2 separate regions of the Mus musculus genome follow, and region 1 is linked to region 2. A link is a contact called in public HiChIP or PLAC-seq data. All regions are on one chromosome and are shown on one strand. The core of a region is the stretch at or near the end of the contact, and the rest is flanking DNA. Distances in the headings are between cores, read along the strand shown.

Region 1 (6,866 bases), core at 4,067-6,566, 89 kb after region 2:
TCCTGTATTTTGCCAAGATGTCAGAGCCATCCTAAGATGAGCCAAGTAACGCCCAATTCCGACTTTAAGGAGCCTCTTCAAATCCTCTTAAATAATTTTGGAGGCAGCTGACTTCTTGGAACCTTAACCTTCATCCTTAATAGCTCTGGCTTCTGGAGGAAATTACCCTAACGTAAGGTTGAACTTTGAGTCCAGGAGCATCTGCCTATGCATAATTCAGGTAGAAGGGGGAAAAAAAAACAGAAAACATAATGTTGGAAACGGTTTCCCAGCAAGTGTGGTTCTCACTTGGTCTTCATCCTGAGATGTTTTTTCTATGCATGTTAAATGTCTCAGATCAGATCCAGCTCCTGTAAACTAAAGCTAAGGAAAACAAATGGTGGTGAGAGAAATTAAAAAAAAAGAAAAACACAAAAAACTGCCAGAACAGCACATTCGCTTTGGTAACTGTGAATAGTGGAACCTGCAAAACAGACAATTTTAACAAGAGGCTGAATTCTCAGTCTAAATTGGCCATTAAGGGAGCCATGCTAATGGTGTTTCAGGTAGCGTTCGCTTAATTACAACTTAGGGTTTGATAGGAGCCCATGCTCTGGATTCACGAGGGCCTGAATTTGACTCCCCAACACCCATGTAAAATCTGGACATGGCTACACATGCCTGTAACCCCAGCATTGGTAGGGGAAGTGGGAGAGATGGGGCAGAGACAGGCAGAACCCGCGAGCTCACTGGCCAGCCAGTCTAGCCGAAGCCACAAGTTTAAGGGTCAATAAGAGACACTGTCTAGGGCAACAATGTTTCCAGAGAGCAGTAGAGGACACTGGGCATCTTTTTCTGGCTTCCATATACAAGGCACATACCCTTACATGGTCAAGTGTGTGCGCCCCAAACCTACTCCACACATCAGAAAACAAAACTTAGGCTGCATGACATGAACATGAAAAGGAGTCTTCATTTTCCATTAGAGGAATTTCCAGTGCCACGGTGTAATCTTAAATGAGGATTTTTTTTTTTTTTTTTTTTTTTTTTTTTTTTGTCCCCAGGGATTGTCATTCTCTCCCTAATCTAAAATCCTGTTTGAGGAAATTTCTAACTTTTCCTATAAATGCTTGTTTTCCTCAGAAAAGTGCCTCAGCTTCTCCCAGAACATACTGTTCGTAGAGCCATGGAAGCAGAGTGTGGCATGAGCTTAGCTGGTGTTCCCCTGCTGAGCTATATCCCAGTCTTTAGTTGTATCTTTCGAAGGCATCTCTGGGTTCAGTTAGCCCAAACTCTGGCGTTGGTCCTCCAGACATAATGTGTTATTGATGCTCTTTTTCTTTCAGATCAAAGGCTCTTGGTCCAATAAAAGAGGTAAAGAAAATTACAATCCCTACAGCTATGGAAACATCTTCACAAATTGCTGTGTCGCCCTATGTGGGCCCATCTCTCCCAGGTAAGAGGCAGAGAGTGATACGCTGGTCACAGATCTCAGGAGAGCAGATCCCTTGTCCGACTTAACACAGCTCACAAGTAGATGCCTGGCCCCCACCTGGTGGGGCTGACCACACCCACAGATGACCTCCCCCCCCAGGTCCACTCTCTTCTGTGTGACACTTAGACACACTCAATGGCATAGAAGCCTGGCTTCGTTTGGTGATGCTTCACTTCTTTTTGGTCTTGAGCTTAATTTGTGTCTGACAGGAAGGAAATTTTGTATATTTCAGAATAGAGAAACAGAAGCATGTGACCCTGTCCATTACTGACAGACACCGAACTCCTGGGATGAACTGGGATCTGTGATTAGCATAGTGAGGGAGCCATAGCTATGTGCAGGAAGCAACTAGAAACCATATCGGGATAGATGCTAAAGGCCGAGGCGCAGGCTGTGGTGGTTTCATAGTCCCAAGGGAGAGCCAGCGAAGGAGAGTAGGGAAGGCACTGAAGTTGGTATTACTCTTAGCAGTAACTGGCCTGCCCCGCGCCCCCTCCCTCCCTCTCTTTCTGTGGAGGGGAGATGTGCATGCAAGCATCTGTGTCAGCTTCCTAACTGCTTCCCATGTATCAGCTTTTAAGATGTTCATTTCATGCCTGTGAAGTAGATACCATTATTTTCTGTGTTACAGATAGGTAAACTGAGACACAGAATCTAAATATTATGTTCAGGATTACAGCTAGCAGTAGTCAGAAAGGAGGGGCCGGTTTGGTTCTGTTCAGAACGTGGCTGTGCCCTGGATCTCCCCTCTAGAAGTGAGAAGGTATCTCACTTAATTTGTTTATCTTTGCAGGAGCCCACAGCTGAAAGATTTTAAACTTTTCAAAGAGATCTCTAAATTTTTTTAAGAAATTCGATATTTCTAAAAGGCTGAAGTTTTAATATGTTTGAGTTTGTAAGGGCTGTGGGACTTTAAAAGCTACTTGGTTTGATCTCGCGATATTGATGTGGGAATTGATGGGAATGGAAAGGCTCAGACTGAAAGTGATGCGCTTATGCATCAGGCTGACAGGAAGGTAGTTGTACTGGAGAGCTTTATGTCAGCTTGACTGAAGCTGGAGTCACCAGAGAGGAAGGAGCCCCAACTGAAAAGAAAAATGGCCTCCGTGAGATCTGGGTATAGACAAGCCTGGCCAGATTTTTTGTTTTAATAGTGACTGGGGGAGGGCCCAGCCCATCCCTGGCTTGTGGTCCTGGATCCTGTAAGAAAGCAGGCTGAGCAAGCCCTGGGGAACAAGCCAGTAAGCAGTGCCTTTCCATGGCCTCTGCATCAGCTCCTGAATCCAGGTTCCTGCCCCTGCTTGATTTCCTGCCCTGACTTCCTTCAATGGTGAACAGCGATGTGGAAGCAGAAGCCAAATAAACCCTCTCCTTCCCCAGTTTCTTTGGTCATGGTGCTGTGTTACACAAATAGGAACTGCAACTAAGACCATGTTTTGGCTGGATTGGGGCCATTGTCTTTAAGATTCAAGTCCTTTGGAAGGAACACTTCTCCAGAGTGGCCCTCCACTAATTGAACTGTTGACTGGGGTAAGTCGTGAGTCTTGAATTAGACAGCTCCAGTCTAGAAACAGCCCAGGGGTCCACAGAGGGGAAAGGGACCATGCATAGGATGAGCATAGAGAAGGCAAGGGATGCTCTAGATTGGTGACAGGGACTGCAGCTCTATGTGGGTCATTTAAATGGGGAGTCCCTGTTACAGACTAGCTACAGTTTCTGAAGTTGGCACACTGAACTGTATTTCATTTTACTTATGGAGACCCAGGATGCTGGCTGGAATGACCTCTGTCCCCTTACACTCCCATCTCACTGCGTGTAACAGACTCTCAGGAGTCCACAGGGAAAGGCCTGGGCTCCTTTGTCTGTGTTAATGATCCCCAGGCTTGTCCCCATGCTGATGAGGAGATGTTCATCTCTGCTCTTCTTCCTGGCTTTTCTTGCCTTTCCTTCCCTCTGCTCTTCCCTCCTGTCACAGGGCCTTCTTATCCCTCCAGCCTGTTAAGCAGCGCTGTCCACTTCAGACTTCAGACTTGGCTTGAGTCACCTCTCAGGTGTTATGAAATGGGCTGCACTGTCTTGTTAGGGTTTCCATTGCTGTGAAGAGACATCATGACCAAGGCAACTCTTGCAGAGGACATTGTTAGCATGGCAGCATCCAGGCAGGCATGGTGCTGGAGGAGCTGAGAATTCTACACTGGGAGGAGCTTGAGCATAGGAGACCACAAAGCCCACAGTGACACACTTCTTCCAACAAGGTCACACCTCCTAATAGTGCCTCTCCCCACAGGACAAGCATTCAAACACATGAGTCTATGAGGGCTAAACCTAGCCAACCCAGCACACACAATGTGTTAGTAAGGAAATGTGTCTCTGTGTCCTGGTGAGCACAAAAGCACACATCCTGGTCCCCTTGCGCTGTCAACATCAGTGTAGAGGAGAATGTGAGAGGGTGAGGGCAGGAGTTGGTGCAGGGTGTCATACAGGGCCAGATCCATGGCTTAAACCTGGAGCAAGGAATTCATTTGGACACTACTGAGCGATTGGTGTGGGGTATGCAAGAGAAAGGTACCATCTTGTATGCCACATGGCCAGGGACAGATGGTACACAGTGACATTTTGATCTCATCTAGAGAATGAGTAGGAGTTAGGAAGGAATTCAGAAAGGACAGCATGGGGCTGGAGTGATGGCTCAGCAGTTAACAGCATTGACTGCTCTTCCCGAGTTCAATTCCCAGCAACCACGTAGTGGCTCACAGCCATCTGTAATGGGATCTGATGCCCTCTTCTGGCGTGCATGAAGACAGCTACAGTGTACTCCTGAAATAAATAAACAACTCTTAAAAAAAAAAAAAAAAGACAGCATGCACAAGAGCTAGGATGAAGGGGTAGGAAAGCTGATCAAGGGAAACCAAAAGAGCACATGTGCAGTGGGGGGCTGAACAAGAGCAAGTCTGAGGAAGTGAGAAGGGTATGAGGGGGGCTGTCTTAGTTATGGTTTCTATTGCTGCAACAAAACACCATGACCAAAAGCAACGTAGAGATGAAAGGGTTTCAATTTACAGCTTGTAGCCTGTTTTCCAATGTTCATCTAAGAATCTCCTATTGCAACTTCCCAGTACAGGCAAAGCTGCTGTGTAAGAGGTCAGACATACCTGTTACTGCAGACCTAAGCTATAGCCATGCACCCTGTTCAGGCCTTGGGGCTCCCTTCGGGGACTCTCTGAAGCTAATTCCTCTTCTCCTACCTCTATAGTACTTCCTGGGGTGTTCCAACAAAGTGCCATCATGGGGAGGGCTTAAAGTAACATAGCTCCCAGTCTGAGATTAGAAGTCTGAAACGAAGGCACCAGCAATACAGCCATGCTCTCTCTTACATAGGAAGCTCTTGCTTGCTCTTCCCAGCCCCTGGGGGTAGCACTGTGGTCACAGTGTGCTAAGACCACCTCAATCCATTAGGTGCTCATCTTCTCATGCTTGCGTTCACAAAGTAGCCATAGGTCACAGATAGGGTCCCATCTCCAGGTTGTGGGACTGGCACAATCCAGCCCATCATGTTCCCCCTTCAGCGAGCAGGGGAGTGGGAGAGAATGTGGCCCGGGTGAGGATGGTCAGAGAGGAAAGAGTGTGTGCAGGTGTAGCTTGCTCTGGTCTCCCATAAGGCACTAGCATGGTGCGGCCACTCACAATGTATATCTGAATTAATATGATAAGATGGCACAGGCTTGTCATGAAATGACATTAGCTTGAAGCTGGAGAGGGAAGTTGGGAACAATTGTGACAGTGGGGGGTGACTAAGAGGAAGCTGCTGCGGTCTGTACCAGGTGACATCTAGACTAAAAAAGGGAACAACCAATGCCACAAGCCTCTTTTAAAGTAGAAGTGACAGTGAGGCTAGAGCTCCCCATTAGAGCACTTGTCTAATATGCACAAGTTTGAATCACGGTACCCTAAAGGAAGAAGTGATAGAATTTGGTAACTGGTGTCATGTGGAGGATACATATGGAACAGCCCAAGATGCCATAATGGATCTAGCACAGAAAGAACTTGTTTTAATCTCTTTCTGCTACTGTAATAACACATCCTAACAAAGACAACCTACTGGGGGGAGGGTTTATTCTGGCTCACAGTTCATGTAACTTCACAACAGGGACTGCCAGACAGGAGGTGCTTGATACAACTAGTCACATTGTATCTGCAAGAAACAGAACAATGGATGCTTATGCTCAGTTCTCGGTCTCCTTTTTATACAATCCAGGATCCTAGCCTAGGGAGTGGTACCACCCACAGTGGGAGGATTGCCCCACCTTAGTTAACCTAATCAAGATAATCTCCCACAGATGTGTGGAGGGTCTCATCTCCCAGGTCATTCTAGAACCCATCAAATTGACAGCTGAGGATAACCATCGAAGAGGAACCCCAGACCTAGATGTATAAATTATGTTGCTGTCATATTTGAGATTTTTCTCACTCTCTCCTTCCTCTGATTGTTCTCCTGCAGCCTAATTGACAGAAGAGGCTATGTCCAGCCCGACACACCACAGCCAGCAGCACCATCAAATGGGATCACTATGTATGGGGCCACACAGTCGCAGAGTGACATGGTAGGTACTGCCTGCATCAGGGCCGCTATTCCCTGTGATGCCTTCTCTTCTTCTGATATGCCCTCTAACCCAATAATATATGCCTGGGAATTGCTTTAGTAGAAGGCACATCTGGATCATCCATGTGACTGACATGCTAACATGGGGAAGGAAAATGACCAATTTGGACAGTATTCATGGAGGGACCATGTCATCTAATCTGGCTGGCTTGTTACTTAACACACACACACACACACACACACACACACACACACACACACACACACCATCTCTTTGTTTCAATAGCATATGTCAAACGTATGTCCACAAAGTCAGGGAACAGTTAAAGACTAGGATCTACCTTCCCACCAGGGCTGGACTTGTTTGATAGTCTCCATATCCTTGCTGTCCCTTGCTCAGTGTGTGCTGCTACCATAATAACGTGCCCTGCTACTAAAGGTGGGCAGTGGACATCACCACACTTCTCCATACTTCCACCCTGAGTCTTAGACCAGCCTGTAGCCCCTCTATACAATCCTCAGGCCAAGGGCTACTTTATTTACAGTGTAAACCAAACTGCCTGCACACTGGAGCATGCAAGCAGTGTGCACATACCTCTGTCCAACAGGAGGTGGGGGAAGGCAGGAAGCATCTTTCCGTGGACACCTACAACCACAGCACGTTGACCCTGACTCCCAGCACCTGAACTTTCTGAGGTGTTTAGAAGGCAGTTGCCTCTCTGTTTGCCTAAAGACATGAACTTCAAGTCCCTACCCACTCTGCTGTTCGCCATTTGTACAGCTGAGTCTCCT
Region 2 (6,080 bases), core at 778-3,277:
TTTTAAATGCACATCAAAATTACTTGACAAAAGTATTTAAATACAACAATTTCCCCTAACAGTCCCTTGCCATTCTTAACGGCAGGTGAGTAAATTGGGCCGTCTGCACAGACTATGAGATAGAGGCTTGCTATCTATAAGTAGATCTTTTGGGTGTTTAGGAGGCCCAAATGAGAAATAACGACCCTTCTGCATGCTTGGAAGGTATGCAGATACAAGGCTCAGAGAGCACCTCCCCACTTTCCACAGGTGTCCTGAGACTATATGGGCGGGTCTGTTCCTGCCAGGCGTCCCATGGGAGGAAGGCTACAGGTGCAGGGTTTGAGCTGGCCCCATTTAAACTCTGCATCTCCAGTTGTTTGTGGCTCCCTCTCTTTGATGAGGGCGCCTTGACCTTTAGGACACAGAGGGAGCCTGGGGTTTGGACTGGTGTGCTTTGGGAGGTCTCGGGGAGTCCCTGTGTAGCCCACGCAGGGTCGCAAGGGGTTCATCGGTACCCTGCTCTCTCTACTGTCTGCTCTCATGGTTTTCTCTTTTGTCCCCAGGGTCCTCTTATTTAAACATCTTTTTTTGGCAGCCATTCTTCTGGCCATCTAGAATAATCAACCTAGCTCCTGAGAATGGATCTGTCCCAGTACTGGCATCGCAGAGAAATGCCGGGAACTTCATAAAATTATCTATTGGGGACTTGGGGAGATGGCTCAGTTTGTAAAGTTGTTCCCTCACAATCATGATTTCCAATATCTACTTAAGAACCAGCCACTCCATACCTGTTTGTTACCCTAGCATTAGGGGTGTGGCAGAGATAGAGGACCCCTAGGGCTCACTGGCCAGCCAATTTAACCAATCAGGGAGAATCAAATTCAATAGAAGACCCCATGCCTTAGTAAGTGTTTTATTGCTGTGAAGAGACACCATAACCAAGTCAACTCTTACAAAAGAAAACATTTAACTGGGGCTGGCTTACAGTTTCAGAGGTTCAGTCCATTGTCATCATGGTGGGAAGTGTGGCAGGGTGTAGGCAGACAGCGTGCTGGAGGAGCAGAGTTCTACATCTTGATCAGAAGGCAGCAGGAGAAGACTGAATTCCACACTGGGTAGAGCTAAAGCCTGCCCCCACAGTGACACACTTCCTCCAACAAGATCCCACCTACTCCAAGTAGGCTACACCTACTCCAACAAAGCCACACCTACTCCAACAAAGCCACACCTACTCCAACAAAGCCACACCTACTCCAACAAAGCCACACCTACTCCAACAAGGCCATACTCCTAATAGTCACTTCCCATGGACCAAGCATTCAAATCTGTGAGTCTATGGGGCCAAACCTATTTAAGCCTCCACACCCTGCTTCAAAAAATAAGATTGTGAGCCATTGAGGAAGACACAATGTCAACCTCTGGTTGACATATGTACATATGTACATATATGCACATGCATGAGCATGCATGTGTGTGCAAACCTACTTGCACATACTGAAATACAATACACCCTACACACACACACACACACACACACACACACACGACAGAAACATCTATTTGTTTCTTCTGTTCTAAAGCAGAGCGGATGTTTGTTCTGGATCCTCTTCTCTCTATTTGTCTCTCAGTAATGTGCCTATTAGGCCTGATGGTGGTAAATGTATTTCTAAGTATAGTGATTAAACAGCAAACCACAAAACAAGCCATGCTTGTGTTCCCTGCCTGTGAGGGGAGGTGGGGGAAAGCCATTTGTTTCACAATGACTCATATGGAGAGGAGAAAAGATCATTTTTATTACATCCCTTCCGACCTCCAACCTCATCTTGATGCCGCTCTGTTATTATTTCAGACATGTGAGTCATTGGCTCGGATTATTGTACTTCATGTATTGTTGGTCGTAACTACTTATTATTGAAATGCATCGTGATCGAAGAGCAGAGGTTTGAAAAAATAAGTAACTCTGTGATTTTCAAACCTGGAAGCCCACTCGAGTTCAGAATCAGTGAATCGAGGCCACTTCCTGTTCCTCCGTAATAATAAACACACACCCCTTGTCTGCACCTAAAAGGCACTTGTTCTTATACTAACGCTTTCTCTGCATAGAACAAAGCAGAACTAGCAAATGAAGTCCATTTCTTGTTAGGAGTCGTAAACTCTTAATAGGAACCTTTGAAAGGTGAATTATTTTAATATGGAAAGGACCCTCTGTCACGTGGTGGTAACATTTGCTGCGCCTGGCTAATATTGTCTTGCTGCATTTTGTTTCTCTTAAGCAAAGTTAATCTTCTCTCAAAAACTGACTTGTGGACCAACAGGGACCTCGTTGCTCAATAACGAAATCCAGTTTTTATATTTGAAATGTCGAAGAAATCAGTCTCAAGCTTTTCATTGAAGGAATTATCTTTATGTCAGATTCTGCTCCATTGAGCCAATCTCTAAACAGAAATTAAGAGTCAGTGAAGTTAGGATCTCAGTAGCCAATGGCAAAAATAAATTTATATCTGGTTATAAAGAGAGTCATTTTATCTCTATGGGAATGATGTGTGTGTGTGTGTGTGTGTGTGTGTGTGTGTGTGTGTGTGTATTTATGTGCATGAATATAGGCAATCTATATAGAATCATTTCGACGTGTGTATAAGATGTGTATATGAATGCAGGCATGCATGCTGTCATGTGAAGCACGCGGATGTCAGCGAGCAATCTCTAGCATTGATCCTTGCCTTCTATCTTGCTTGAGACAGGGTCTCTTACATGCCAGTATAGCTGGCCTGTGAGCCTCAAGGATGGGGGTTCCTTCTGTCTCTACATCCCTATTACCTTAGGACCACTTGAATTATAGTTGTGTGCTATAGTGACTCAGCTATATCTGGTTTTGAGGGAATCCAACATGAACTATTTCCATAGCCCCTTGCTATGTACTTTTAATGGCAAAAATCCTCTGATTTCATGGTCTCAGATAGTATCACACCCAGAAGATGGTTCCACTCTTCATGTGTAAACATCAAAACATACACAAATATTTTCCCCTGAATAGTTATTAAAATTGCTATTAGAGGGTTGGAGAGATGGCTCAGCCATTAAAGGCTAGGCTCACAACCAAAAATTCAAAATCACTGCTAGAACAGAAAAAAGAGCAGCATAATACCATGGCAACGCCACACCCTTCTACCTGTTCCTGGCGGCCTTTCCTTCTCTACAGTGTACAGGGTGACACTTTGTACACAGCTATTTGTGCACCTGTCTCATCATAGCAGGAGTCAGACAGCTCTCGATGCTGTTCATGACTGGAGTAAAGACATCTCATCATTTTAGCATTTGTTTTGTCTGGTGCCAAATTAGCTAATATCTTTTATGTTCCAAAAAACCCCGGATGCTTTCAGAGTCTCATTCCCCGACTCCCCAGCCCGTCTTCTCCTGTCACTTTCCAATTGAGCTTTATGAAGACGAAGATGCCTGTCTCCTGTTCTCTGTGCTGCCCTGGGCTGTATGTAGGTCACAATTCCGGAGACAGAAATAGGACTCCAAATGGTGTTTATGTCTCTGGCAGCTGTATCATCATCTTGTATGAAATCCAGGCCCTCGGAGGCGGAGGCGGAGGCAGAGGTGGAGGCTACACACACCGCAGATGGTGTTCAGTGGAGCTCAGGGCACTGCTGCTCAGAATGTGAAGAGGCTGTTTGTCTCCGAGAGGTCTGAGCTTGGACTGAGAATTTCTAAGCTGCTCGTAGTGGTTTGGCTGTTGAACCAGTGCTGCCAGTTGCCATGGGTTGGCAAGCGGCCCATCCAGCCTCATTGCTCCTGGAGTTCCATGTTCACAGTCACAATCAAAGGCAGAGTCTGCTTACTGCTTTTCATCACCAGGACTATAGATGCTCTCAGCTTCTTCTGAACTTCAGTTGAAAGCTGTCTCTCTTGCACAGATGCCATCATTTAGAAGCAGGGATCCTATAGCTTTGATAAAGAGGTTACGGGGACTTCCCAAGAGAACTTAGCACTGTCCTTGGGAAAGAGGACAGCTGTCACCAGGTGCCCACTATCTCATTAAGCTGAGCTGACTTAAAGACCTGATCCCAAAGTGCCTGGCAAAGGATTACACGGTGTGTACCTGACACACAGTAGTTCAATGAGCTATGGAATATTCTCTCCTTGTCTTCTCCGAGGAAGCCACGCAGAAGGACAGCTTCTCATCTCCCACATAAAGGGGCTTATAGGCCTCAGCATAAAAATTGCAATAATAATATATATCCATTTTCACCCAAATTCACCTATAAGTATTCATTCCATCTTATCTCCCTATGCCATACTTTCCCTAAACTATTTGAAAGAAGACTGCGTATCTCATGAGACCTTATTCCTGAATATGCAGTGCACGTTTCCTAAGAACAAGAACCTCTCATGGAATGGACACATGCAGTCAGCGTTGGCAAGTTCTAACACAGGTCTGCTCTGGTTGGACTCACCATGGATAGTTTATTTCTGGTGGCCACACACTGGCACATTTTCATGGCTTACCACAACACAAGGTTGCTTTGTAAATGACAATAAAAGAAATGAAGCCAGCATCTGGATGATAAGAAGGCTATCAAGTCTGAGTCCCTTCTCTATCACTCCCCAGCTGCTGTCACAGTCCGAGGTCTAGACTTGAAGTAATTGAATTTAGGTGCCTCATGGACATGCTAAACATGCCCCCTGTGGTGGCTGGTTTTGACACAATGTTGGCTCTATTGGGAAGAGAGTCTCGATGAGACATTGTCTACATTAAATTGGCCCATGGGCCTTCCTGTTGCCTGGAAGGGATTTCTTAATTGAATTAATTGAAGCAAGAAGACCTACCCTATATGTGGGTGTGCTTCCCCTCAGCAGCATGCATGAATTCGTGTCTGTCTGCTCTTGACTATGAACGTAATATGACTAATTGTTTCAAATTCCTGCTACCTTCTTGTCCCCATCACAATTGGCTATAACCTGCAATTGTGAGCCAAATAAACCCTTTCTTGTTTCGGTTGTTTGTGTCGGCGTATTTTTATCACAGCAACACAAACAAAACTAAAACACCCCCCAAAAAGTATTATCCGCCAGAACCTCTCACACATGTGGGCTCAAATTCTGTTGGTTGTTTCATAGTCAGTCTCTAACAAGAAAACAGTCATTTCTGATGAGACATCTTCATGTCTCAAGTAGAAATATAAGTTCCATGCTAGACCCTGGACCCCAGGCCCACACACAAAGGAAAGGGTGGGGAGGGGGCATCTCAGTAGATCTGCATACCAGGAAAAAGATTCTCTCTGCATTCTCAGGATTATAAGAAGACTGCTGTTTGCTTGGTTGTAGAGTCCCTCTCTCCTTAAACATTGAACTTGAAGCTTTTCACTGCTTACTATCACGAAATCAAATGTCTTGGGAAAGGTGGAAGTTCACTCATAGGTATTGATGATGCCAGTTTTTCCTGAACACTCAGGAGAGAAGCACAGAGCCCTTTCATGCACGGCAAATAACAACCAAAATGAAAATACATTTCTTGTGATGCGAATGCATGTTTTTTTCCCAAACGGATATTCTTGTCAAGTTCATGATGCTATTACAGAATGTCGGAGACTGAATAATTTGCAAAGAGCATAGGTTCATTTCTGACGGTTCTGGAAGCCAGAAAAGCCAAGGTCAAGGGGGCCTCCTTGTATTCAATTGTATTGCCTCTTGTATTGAAGAGGCAATCAAACGAGGCGGAACTCAATTTTACAGTAAACACATTCTTGAAGCATGGAACGTCTGCTGGCAGCATCAGTCTGTTTGTAGGAACATTTCCTTGGACTGACTTGTTAATCAAAACCCCCGAGTCACAGGACAGTCACTTTGGAGATTATGTTTCTGACATGCTAACTTTGGGGCACAGTCACCCCACTCAGGAGCTCCTCAAGGTCAGAGTTTCTTAGATTTTTTTTAAAGCAAAGTCCTTTGTATCCTCACACTCTCACTAACAAGTTCACTCTCTGAGGATGCTCATAGCTTGCCTGGAGTTGGTACAACAATAACAATGCTCTGTGTTTTGATTGTTTTGAATCCTGTGAAGAAACATCACAACTGGATGTCAACCGAGCTGG

Evidence for each region. HiChIP or PLAC-seq counts read pairs in DNA pulled down with a chosen protein or histone mark.
Region 1: a contact with region 2 is called in an H3K4me3 HiChIP or PLAC-seq map of the 230-238 cell line, with 13 read pairs. The contact joins two enhancer-like sites. A contact is called at or near these places in 1 of 39 promoter capture datasets (hippocampal neurons), 3 of 484 Hi-C or Micro-C datasets (bone marrow-derived macrophages, cerebral cortex and nephron progenitors) and 2 of 115 datasets of contacts at active chromatin or transcription factors (the 230-238 cell line and CD8 T cells).

Annotation. Positions count from the first base shown.
Region 1 is chr17:5,725,500-5,732,365 of GRCm38.p6, forward strand. It overlaps Zdhhc14 (zinc finger, DHHC domain containing 14), which reads left to right. Exons shown (of 9, transcript NM_146073.3): 7 at 1,326-1,435; 8 at 5,973-6,075. Among named protein-coding and RNA genes, the nearest start is that of Gm41519, 42 kb to the right of the region's middle. Within about 2 kb of position 5,317, at least 99 of the 459 cell types and tissues checked have an H3K27ac peak or open chromatin away from gene starts, as enhancers often do. A contact at or near this core is called in the 230-238 cell line, where this site is marked.
Region 2 is chr17:5,639,919-5,645,998 of GRCm38.p6, forward strand. All of the region lies in intron 1 of Zdhhc14 (zinc finger, DHHC domain containing 14), which reads left to right. Among named protein-coding and RNA genes, the nearest start is that of Gm52305, 120 kb to the left of the region's middle. Within about 2 kb of position 2,028, at least 6 of the 459 cell types and tissues checked have an H3K27ac peak or open chromatin away from gene starts, as enhancers often do. A contact at or near this core is called in the 230-238 cell line, where this site is marked.